2 separate regions of the Capra hircus genome follow, and region 1 is linked to region 2. Evidence: chromatin contacts called from public Hi-C data. All regions are on one chromosome and are shown on one strand. The core of a region is the stretch at or near the end of the contact, and the rest is flanking DNA. Distances in the headings are between cores, read along the strand shown. Region 1 holds the start of CD82 (CD82 antigen). Region 2 has its middle 61 kb from the start of CD82.

What was found. A called contact is a pair of places that touch in the nucleus more often than the background predicts.
Region 1: a contact with region 2 is called in a Hi-C map of blood, with 4 times the contacts expected there. The contact joins the promoter of CD82 here to the enhancer-like site in region 2. A contact is called at or near these places in 3 of 5 Hi-C or Micro-C datasets (all in blood).

What each region holds. Positions count from the first base shown.
Region 1 is chr15:8,356,375-8,361,695 of ARS1.2, forward strand. It overlaps CD82 (CD82 antigen), which reads right to left and starts at 3,195. Exons shown (of 9, transcript XM_018059211.1): 1 at 3,024-3,195. The coding sequence starts at 3,138.
Region 2 is chr15:8,296,298-8,301,555 of ARS1.2, forward strand. No RefSeq gene overlaps it. Among named protein-coding and RNA genes, the nearest start is that of CD82, 61 kb to the right of the region's middle. Within about 2 kb of position 3,139, at least 1 of the 5 cell types and tissues checked has an H3K27ac peak or open chromatin away from gene starts, as enhancers often do.

The DNA of each region.
Region 1 (5,321 bases), core at 1,945-4,444, 60 kb after region 2:
AGGCCCACCCAAGACTCCACTTGCTCCAGAAACTTTCCTGAAGATCCCTTTGACTCTTCGTCTATCTCCTGTCAGAGTCCCCTTGTCCAAGTTCCTTAGCAGATTGTAAGCAACTAAGGATGGGGTCAGTGTGTCATCATCCGCCAGTCATCACATGGGGTGGAGGGGTGATGGGAGGACTTTCCTCTAGATGTTTACTAAGCACTGTTGGAAAGGAACATCTCTTCCCTGTGCCCCACACAGGCAACACCTACTGACCCCTCTCCCGCCCCACCATACCAAACTCTTAATATTATGCCACTCAAAAGCATAGAGAGGGAGTCTGGGGCCCCAAGTTGATCTAAGCCCAAGCAGGACTTGGTATCGAAGGCAGAAAGTCCTGTTCAAGTCTCAACAACTCCAGGAAGCCCCTTCACCCCCTGCCCTGGTTTCCCTAGTGTCTCACCTCTCTTGGGCACCACCCCTCCCATACCTACACATGCTGTCCCCTCCACATATTAATAGTACGGCCCTCAACCAAACTCTGTCCTATGGTGGTGTAAGTCGTGTCCAACTCTTGTGGCCTCATGGACTGCAGCCTGTAAGGCTCCTCTGTCCATGAGATTCTCCGGGCTGCAATACTGCAGTGGGCTGCCAGTTCCTTCTCCTGTAGTGCTTTCCAGCTGGTTCCAAAGTATAGGGCTCATCTTGCCAGGAGATTCGAGGAGTCAGTCACCTTCAGTGCCCAACCCTGATCAAACAGATAAGAGGTGCACACACTGCCCCTCACCTCCACCCTGAGCCCAGCATGCAATGGAAGAGCTGGATTCTGGCCTCCAGAGCAGTTCCATATCCATGACATCTCATCTGGCCTTGAGCTCTGGGTGTGAGTTATCTTCTCCAGCAGAGGCATGGTGGGGATAGGGACCCCACTGGGAGCAACTCAAAATGAGTGCAGAACCCGAAGGCTAGTTCATTTCTACATCACATCACCTAGCTCCATCTGATATATAATAGATGTTAAGTAAACATCTGGGGGGTTATTTAGCCAGATACCTAAAGACTGCAAGAGTATTACCCAAAACTCAGCTAGTCTTTGGTCTAGATGACACGCCCCCCCCAACCCCAAAATGGACAAAGTGTTGCTGGTGGCAGGTGGCGAGTTTTGGCTCTCACAAGATCAGGAGCTTCAGCCAGCCCTCCAAAAACAGTCTCATTCCCAGGCAGGAAGCCAGTCTATCACCTGCCCATCCACATCAGAGCAGATGTCACACAGGGAGGGCTCACTGGGTGCCTGGCGCCTTGCTAAGCGCTGTATACACATTATTGTATTATGTCCTCCCTACCAGGTGGCTCAGTGGTAAGGAATCCGCCTGCCAATGCAGGAGTTGCAAGCTCAATTCCTGGGTTGTCGGGAAGATCCCCTGGAGAAGGAAATGGCAACCTATTCCAGTATTCTTGCCTGGGAAATTCCATGGACAGAGGAGCCTGGCAGGCTACAGTCCACAGGGTCACAAAAGAGAGGGACACAACTTAGCAGCTAAACAACCACCACCACCACCATCGTTGATTACCATCACTATGCCCATTTTACCAATGAGGAAACTGAAGCATGAAAAGTGACTGGAACCCGAATCAATGTGGTCCCAACGCCTTGACCACCGAACTAGCTACTAGGGCCCAACACAGAACACCCACCGCCACAGGGACAGAAACCTCCAGCCCAAGAAGGAATTGGCATGCAGCAAGCGCCCTAGGCTCTGAGCTTGACTTTGGGCCCAACGTTTGGTGGGGTTTTCCCTTGTCTTCCCCACTCACCCAGATAAGAACTTGTCCCCTAGCTTCCGCCAGGGGCCTCCCAAGCCTCCTCACCTGGAAAAGCCCTGGGACGGGGCGGGGCGGGGGGTGGGGGGGGCGGCGCGATGGGCAAAGTCCCCGCTGAGTTTCCCACCCCACGTCTTACTGGGCTCTCACAGGTGTGGGGAAGGGAAGGCTGAGACCTCCCAGACTTGGGTCACCACGCCCCCTCCGCTCTCCAGCTTTCCCAGGCCTGTGAGTTCAAGTCCCATCGGAGGAACGAGTGAGACCCTTAAAGCAATGCGCTTCAAGCTCACAGAGAGCCCGCTTTGCCCAGTGCCACTCTGCAGGGAAACAGACTAGTCTGGGTGACGCGATCTGAAATACCTGTTGCAGTCCGCTCTCGCTTTCACTTGCCGGCCTCACCTTCCGAGGGTTCCTAGCGAGAAAGGGCAGTGGAGTCCACCTGGGTCCAGCCCCTCCTTGTACTGGAACCGAGAGGTCCAAAGCCGGTTAATCGGGGGGCGAGGGGGACGCGCCTGGGGTCACACAGCTGGTGCGCGGCGGAGGCAGAGAACTGGGAGGCGGGTGGCGGTCAGGACTTGGGAACTTAAGCTCCTTCTCAATCAACCACCAGCTTGCCTGCGCGGCCCGACCTGTCACTTGTTCCGAGAAAGCTGCCCCGAGCGGGCTCTGGAAATTGGGGGCGAAGACTAACCTTGCTCCTGGTTTGCCGGAGGGCCTCCCCCACCCACTTCTCACCTGCCGCCTCTGCTCTTTTTTTTTTTTTAGCTCGGCGCTGCAAGCTCAAGAGTCGCCCGCTTGCGCCCCAGTGCTCCGCGTCCCACTGCGCAGCGCGGGGTTCAGTCGCTCGGTCGTCCGTTCCCCTCCCAGCGGTCTTCGGGGAACTCAACGGCCTCGGCCTGGCCCCGCCCCCTCCAGAGGACCCGCCCCCCCGAGCACGCCCCTCGGCCTCCGGACGGGGCCCAAGCCGCGCCTCCAGCTCAGCCTCCAGCTCAGCCTCCAGGCTCTACTGGAACGTGGCTGGGCTCCCAGCCCGATCCGGCTCTGCTCGCCTCGGCCTTCCCCCGCCTCGGGCCCTGTGGCGAGGGGAGCTGCGCCCCTTGCCCCGCCCCGCTTACGGCTCCCCCCAAAAACATTCCCGGTCGGCCCCGCCCCCACGGTCACCCTGGGGATGGGGCCCTCCCTAGGCCTACCCCACTCCACCTCCAGCCGCCGGGCCTTGCCTGGATAAAAAGCTCTCTCTGGCCCAGGCCCCGAGCTCCAGCCCAGGCTGGGTGGGAAGCGCCCCGTCTCAGCGCTACCTAACGGTCCCGCCCCCTCCTCAGCCTTCCTCAACATTCCCAGGCTCCTCCCAGGCCGCTGGAAGGTCCTCCCAGCATCCCTGCCTCTGCCTCCCTCGCTCCGGGGCTATATCCCCCCGCCACCAGCCCTCCTAGGAAGAGGCCACTCCCTAGGAACGCCCCTTCCCTCGCTTCACCGCCTGTCTAATCCTGCCCTGCCTTGGCAACCCTAGCCCGGGCAGGCACGCCTCCGGGCGAGGGGAGGGGGGGCCCACACTTGGCATTCCAGGGCGGGTATATCCGGGTGCTACGGGGAACGGCGGCGTGGGAGCGGCTTGCGTTCCAAGTCCGGGCCTCTATCAAGACGTAGCTTGGACCCAGACACGATTTGAAAATACTAACAGCCACCACGGATTGAACTCTCGCCATGGGCCAGGCTCTATGCCAAACTCTGGCTTAAGAAGAGTACTTTACAAGGACTGGCCGTTGAATTCACAAGACTCTGGCCAAGTGTTGCATCCGTTTTACCGATGAGCAACCTGAGGCTCAGAGAAGGGAAGTCAGGGGCCTCCCGAGTCTCACAGGGGTGGTGAGCAGGACCCAGCCCCAGGGCCGTGAATCATAAGGCTTGATGCTGCACCAGCTTGTCTGGACTGGCCCCTGGAGAAGTAGCCCAGGCCAGCCAGCTGCTGAGACAGTTCTAGCAGGCTGCCGGAGGTAAGGGGAGGAGGCTGGGGTGATGAGCTGGGTGGCAGGGAGGGCTTGCTGGTCCATCCCTTGTGAAGGTGGCTTTCTCTCTTGAGAAGAAGTGGCTCAGAGTTAAGATGGGTGGCAAAAGATCTTCAGATGGCTGTGGTACCCCCACTTGCATCCCATCGCCCTCCTTGGGTCCCTGTGTAATGACTAGAGCCATTGACCTGTCTTGCTGACAAAGCTCTTTCTCTCCCATTATCTCACTGACATCTCACAAGAACTTGATTATGCTGGTGTTGCATGGGTGGAGTAGGCTGGGGAGCTGGATCCCTGCCCAGCAAGGTGGTTCCCGAAGCGCAGTCCTCAGACCAGCAGCAGCAGCAGCGGTAGCATCTGGGAACTTGTCAGGAACATGTGTTTGGGGGCCCCATCTCAGATCTACTGATTAAGAAACTCTGAGGTGTGAGCCTAGCAAGTTTGCTTTAACAAGGCTTCAGAGTGATTCTAAGTCACACTCGAGAAACACTGTTCAGCATAAAGGTGAAGTTAGTGTGATGTGAGAATCACAAAGACCAGGGAGGCTCCTGGGAGCCTTGTGACCCAAGGCAAATAAGAAAGGTACTTAATTAACCTCTCTAGACCGAGCCCTTGAAAGGGAAAATCATGGGAACAATCTTGAGGGTGGCTGTTGAGGATTAAATGTGGTAATGCCCATGAAGTATTTGGCCACTCTTAGACACCCTGCCTACTCAATAAATAACTGTTCTCTTTCTAGTAAAAAGTCTCCTTCATAGAATCTCCACATGAAGCTAGAGGAGTGGGTTTGGGGAGTCCTCTAAGCCTAGAAATGCCCCATAGTGTTGTCCTTCCTAGAAGGACCCTGTCTTTCCTGCAGGGGGCCAAGAGCCTAAAAAGCCCTGGGTGATATTGATTCTGCTGGTCCACGGACCACACTTTGAGAATGATGGTGCTATTCTGCCTTGGGCTGGATTCCCACTCCCCACCCTAGCCAATCCGTGAAAAATGGGCATAAACTACCTTCCTTTCCTACCCTGCTCCAGATCCCCTTCCCTCAAGCCAGGAGTGTTGGTGATGGTGATTGGCAGGTGGCTAAACAGCTGGATTCCATCATCCCTCCCTACCCCCTTCCTCAACTGAACTGAACTGAAAATAAAACATGTTCTTCTGCCTTGAGAAATATTCTTTACAACGACCAAGAAGGCCATGCTGAAATTTAGAATTCTTGTACTCTGGAATTCTGTGCGGGAACGTGGCGGTGTGGAGTAAGTTGGCCCTGACCCCAGCCCTCCGTGCCACCCACCCCAGTTCTCTTCCTAGCTCCATCTCTGCCCTGTGTCACAAGTAGCCTAGGATGCTGGCCTGTGAACACCCCAGCCCACAGGCCCAAACTCTGTCTACACAACTTGCCTGCAGCTACCACTAGTCACATCTCTAGGGGTGCATAGGAGGGCATGTTGTCCCCCTGGATGGACCTGGAGAAGTTGCTCATATAAATCCTAAAACTATGCTTGGGCCATTTAGGCAGCA
Region 2 (5,258 bases), core at 1,889-4,388:
TCAAACTGGGTCTCCTGCATTGCAGGCTGATTCTTTACCAACAGAGCCGTCAGGGGAGCCCTTTGGCTTTGAGGTCTAGCAGAAAGGGCCTGAGCACAGAGCCACTGGCCTGCGGGCCAGTGTGACCGTCACAGGAGGCAGGCAGGTGCAGCGGTACAGGTTGCCCACTGCCGCCTCCAGGGGGAGTCGTTTCTTTAGACCACAGCGTGAATGACTCCTGGGTTAGTGTAGTGGGGCAGTCGCAGCAAGTGCCTTAGCTTCCAAGTCTCACGTTCCACAACCACAGGGGGCATCCAAGGTGCTGGGCTATGAAGGGCAAAGGCTGACGCTCAGTGCACGGCGGCCGCTGCGATGGTGATGACGAGGGGGGTGATGACAGGGAAGGAGGCAGGTGCCAGGGAGACGCGCCCAGCCTGCGTGGCTGCTGGCTGCCCGCCCTCGCTCTTCTTACTCCCGGCACGGCACGGGGGAGTCGTGCCTCGTGCTGCAGAGCTGGCCCAGCCCTGTTCCCAGCTCCTCCTCCAGCCGCGGTCCTGTTCAGAGCCTCCTTCCCACACTTGCCCTCCCTCTCCTCTCTGCAGCTCAGCAGGTGAGCCTGAGCCTCTCCCTTCATCTTATCAGACCCAGGCCTGGGACCCCTTCCAGTCCCCCGAGACCCCGAGTCCTCCGTGAACCGGCAGGAAGAGGGGGTCACCCTGAAAGCCCCAAAGTGGGCTCTCCCAGGTGCGTGATGCAGGGCAGGGGGCAGACCCCTGCACGCTGGTCAACCTGCATCCGGCCCTCACTGCACCCCCACCCCGAGGGTGCTGGGCCTCTCCGGCTCCCACCTTCCATCCTTCCCTCCCCCCAGCCCCCCTGGTACTTCCAGCTCTTCCTGCTGGTGTCCCATACCCCCAGCATCCTTCAGGAAGCCCATTCCTGTTCCCAGAGGCGCTGCTGGAGGCATCTGGGGCAACATTAGGGTGTGAGGGGGGAGCTTGGCTCTGGGCCTGACATTCCCCCGGCCCAGAAGGCAGGTGCTGGGGAAGTGACTTCAGAGGCGACTGCTGGGGGATGGGGGGGGGGCGGCGTGCACGTCTCGCTGGCTTCTAGTGGCCCCTCCTACCCATCGGGCAGGGGGCTGGACACAGATTTCTTCCTGCCCGGCCGCAGCCTCATAGACCAACCAGCAGTTCCTGGTCTGGAGGCACCAGAGTTCTCCAACCTCCACGTTCAGGTCCAGGGAGGCCCACCCCAAGGGGATGGGGAATCCCCCTGAGGCCTAGGACCACCCTGGGAATTCACTAACAGGAAGTAGCTCAGGAAGTGCTTTAGGTCATTTGATTCCCACAATAACCCTGGGAGTCAGGAACTGTAGTCCCCATTTCACAGATGAGACTAACAGAGGTGAAGTCATTGGGCCTGTTGCTCCCCCCCCCCCAGGACCAGCAGGTGTTCTGAATTTATTTGGTTTGGCCAGGAAGGAGGGTGCCGGGGTGGGGGGAGAATTGAGTCCTGCAGAGTGTGGCTGGAGGGGCGGGGGCTGAGTGATGAGCCTCCCACCCCCTTTCCTGTTTGTTCCACTGGCTGTTCATTATGCTACTTCCTTCCACAGGATGCCAGAGGCCTTGGATGGGCCCCAGGGGTCCCCAGCAACACTCAGCATGGACCGTGCTGTCGGCAGCTGGCGGTTGTGTGTGTGTGCGTGTAGTTGTGTACAGGTGAGTGTGCAGGACTCCCTTGCATTCACCAGAATACAAGTGCCATGGAGGTGTCTGCAGCTGTGTTCTCAAGGGTCTAGAACCGGGCTTGGCTCGTAACAGGTGCCCATTAAATGTTCATGGGATGACTGAATGAATGAATGAGCCCACAGGTTCCCAGGGAGCAGCGGGTCTTCACCCAGAGGCAGGGTGACAACTTAGGTCTCCGTCCCTCTGCAGGGGGCAGAGGTGGTGGCAGTCCTGGCCCAGGAGATGCGCTGGGGATGGCCACGCCAGCATCACGATGACCCCCCTTTGCTGGCGGCTCCTCAGCCTGGGGAACTTGCTCACCTGGAAGATCCTAGAGCAGGGGCTGGAGGAGTCTCTGCCCTAGAACAGGCACAATTGGGGTCGGTGGAGGGAGGCTCTGCTACACAGGCCTGGAACATTCCAGGCTGGCAGCACTCGGCCTTTCCTGCTACCATCGGCCACCTGCAGCTGAGAGGAGAGCTGGAAGTCCTGCCATCCGGGAATGGACTCAGCTCAGGAGGTTCAGGGCCCGTGTGTGAGCGCGCATGTGTGTGTGTGCGCGCACAGGGCTGACATGCAGAGGAACTCACCTATGCTAGCCATGCTAGTTACTAGAACACTGAAGTATTTCTCTTCCGGTGGAGGCAGTCAGGCCCCTAGGCCTGCTCCCAGAAGACCTGCACCGCCTGCCAGTCCACACAGAAGGGCCCTATTCTGACCCTGGTGATGGCTATGTCACACAGCATCCAGCCTTCTGGACACTTCCTGGGCACCACCGTTGGCTCCCCCAAACCCAGACAGCAAACTGGTGCCCACCTAGGCCTCCTACCTGGCCCCCGGGAGCCGTGAGCTGGCACTGCCCAGGAGCTCAGCACCCAGGCACTGTGGGGGCCCTTTGTGGCCAGTCCCCCGCATAGCATGCCCCCCAGCCCGGGCATCAGTGGGGGTGATGGCAGCCTGGGGGTGGCCCTGCCCCCGCAGAAGGTCTGGCAGCCCCTCAGCTGGCCCAGCTTCTGGGGAGGGAGGCAGGAGGCCAGAGCCCAGGGTCCCTGCACACAGATGACCGGCTCTCGGGGCCAGCTGGGCATGAGAGAAGCCGGTTTATAGTCCTTCCTCATGGAACTTCATGGGCCTGGGGGCAGCAGGGTGGAGCAGGAGGTGGAGAAACTGGGTCCTGCAAGGAGGCAGGAGTGAGGCTCAGTGCTATGGTGACGGGGTTTTGCAACACCACCCTGGGGTCGTCTGGGGAAATCGGGGGGTGGGGGGTGGGGGGTGGGGGCGGGGGTGGAGAGCGGCTGTGGAGGCAGGGGGATGTCCTCAGAGTCCAGCTCCAGGCCGCTCCGGGCCTGGCTCTGGCGCCCTCCAGCTGCCAGGCTCACACATGCCTCACGAGGTGGGCACCCCCCAGGAAGTGGCCCGGCCCGCATCTCTCTGCCGTCATCTCTGTCCTCTCTACGGTATTCACAGACGCGGTTTTGAGCCCGCCCCGACTCACAGGGCCCGTGAGGACAGGCCTGGTAGAACCTTCAACACCCCACCTCCCATCCCCTTCACCCGCCTTGGGAGGAGGCCAAGGTCCCGTTGAAGTCGCTGATCAGGAGCTGCCTCAGGGCTCCCTTGCACCCCCACACCAGCCTCTCGAGACTCCCAGCCTCAGCCCCAGAGCCCGGCCCACCCAGATTTCCCATCGTGTTCTCAGCCAGAGAACGCTGCTCTGCTGCCGTTCTGTGGGGATGGCGCTCTGGGCTTTCTGGGCCGTCCTGGCTCTCCTCTTCTGCCACCCAGGCCCAGGGGATTGAGGAGGAGAGAGGCGCCTGCGGAAGAAAGGAGTTGGAGGCTTCCTAGTGCTCACCTGACTGCTGGCCTCACACTGGTGTCATCCCCAACTCCAGGGGCCTGAGGGTCCTGAGACAGACCCCAGGCAGAGATCCCCGGGGTCTGACACCCTCCTGCCTACTTGTCCCAGGCATCCCGCTGGGCCCTTCCCCCAGCCCCACTGGCATTACTGAAGGGCAGGGAAGTTCTGCCCTATGACCACCTAGACTCTCCCCCCACTGCCTCACAGGGCCCCAGGCTCCTCTGGCCCCGCCTCCTGCAGCCCCTCAGCCTCCATATGGGCCCCACACCCTCTGCCGCCCTGGTCTCAGACAGACAGGATGGATGTCTGCTCAGCTGGGTGCACTAGGAGATGGGCAAAGCCCAGGGAGACAGTTGTCCGCTCTGGTTCAGGGTTCCTGGGAGCCCAGGTGCCTACAGGTTCCGCATCCTTCCTGTGATCTGCACCTGGCGTGACCCTGTCATCCTCCCGACATTCAGATGAGATAAGAGAGGCACCAAGCGGTGAGGAGGTCTGCTGGGGCTGGCGTGGCTCCTGAGCGCCTGAGCGTCCTGTTTGAGCCCAGATCTACCTGACCCATGGACTAAGCCCTTCTCAGGCCAGGGGATGGGTGTCCCCAACCCCCAACCTTGTGCGGTGGAATTGCTGTCTGGGTGCCGAGGGACCACTAAGTTGAACCAGAGCCCATCCCTGCCCCCTTACGGCTCTGAGTCCAGCTGAAGTACCAGATTTTCCTTATCTGGCCAGGAACCACAGCCCTCAGCCAAACACCAAGCCTTGTCTCTTTTCTTAGCCTCTCTCCTCCTGTAAGCCCACCATGGGAGAGGGGTAGCTCATGGGTCCCTTTGCAGAGCAGAGTGATGGTGGTTTAGCCGCTAAGTCGTGTCTGACTCCTCTGCAACTCCAGATGCTTTTGAACTGTGGTGTTGGAGAAGACTCTTGACAGTCTCTTGGACTGTAAGCAGATCCAACCAGTCCATCCTAAAGGAAATCGGTTCTTAATATTCATTGGGAGGACTGATGTTGAAGCTGAAGCGCCAATACTTTGGCCACCTGATGCAAAGAACTGACTCATTTGAACAGACCCTGATGCTGGGAAAGATTGAAGGCAGGAGAAGATGAGGATGACAGAGGATGAGATGGTTGGATGGCATCACCGACTCAATGGACATGAGTTTGAGTAAACTCCAGGAGTTGGCGATGAACAGGAAGGCCTGGTGTGCCGCAGTCCATGGGGTCACAAAGAGTCGGACATGACTGAGAGACTGAACTGACTGAATTGAGCCGTCTTGAATTCTAGATTCTGGCCAGTTGCAGTCTTCCTAGTGGCTAAGCTAAGGAAATCTTGAGAAATTAAAGCTATATGTCTGAACATTTTCCCTGTATTGCTTTGACCACCAGGAAGCTCAAGGTAAAATTATATAGGGTTCAACTGAACAACTAGAGCTCAAGGTTGGCAACTGCTTTCTCTCTGCATTCCAGCCAGACTGATCAAATGTGCTGAGCTGAGAAGGATTCAGAGGCTGCACTGAGGGAGATCAGCTGGAAGCATAGGCCGAGCACATCTGGGCTCAGAGAATGAGACCCGTGATCAGTTAGTGGCGTCTGCTGTGAGCGCAGCCATGGGGAACACACTCTGGGCACACCATGCACTTGCCGTCACCAGGCTGGGCAACTCACACTCGTGTTTATTTCATTCAAGCCTATGCTTC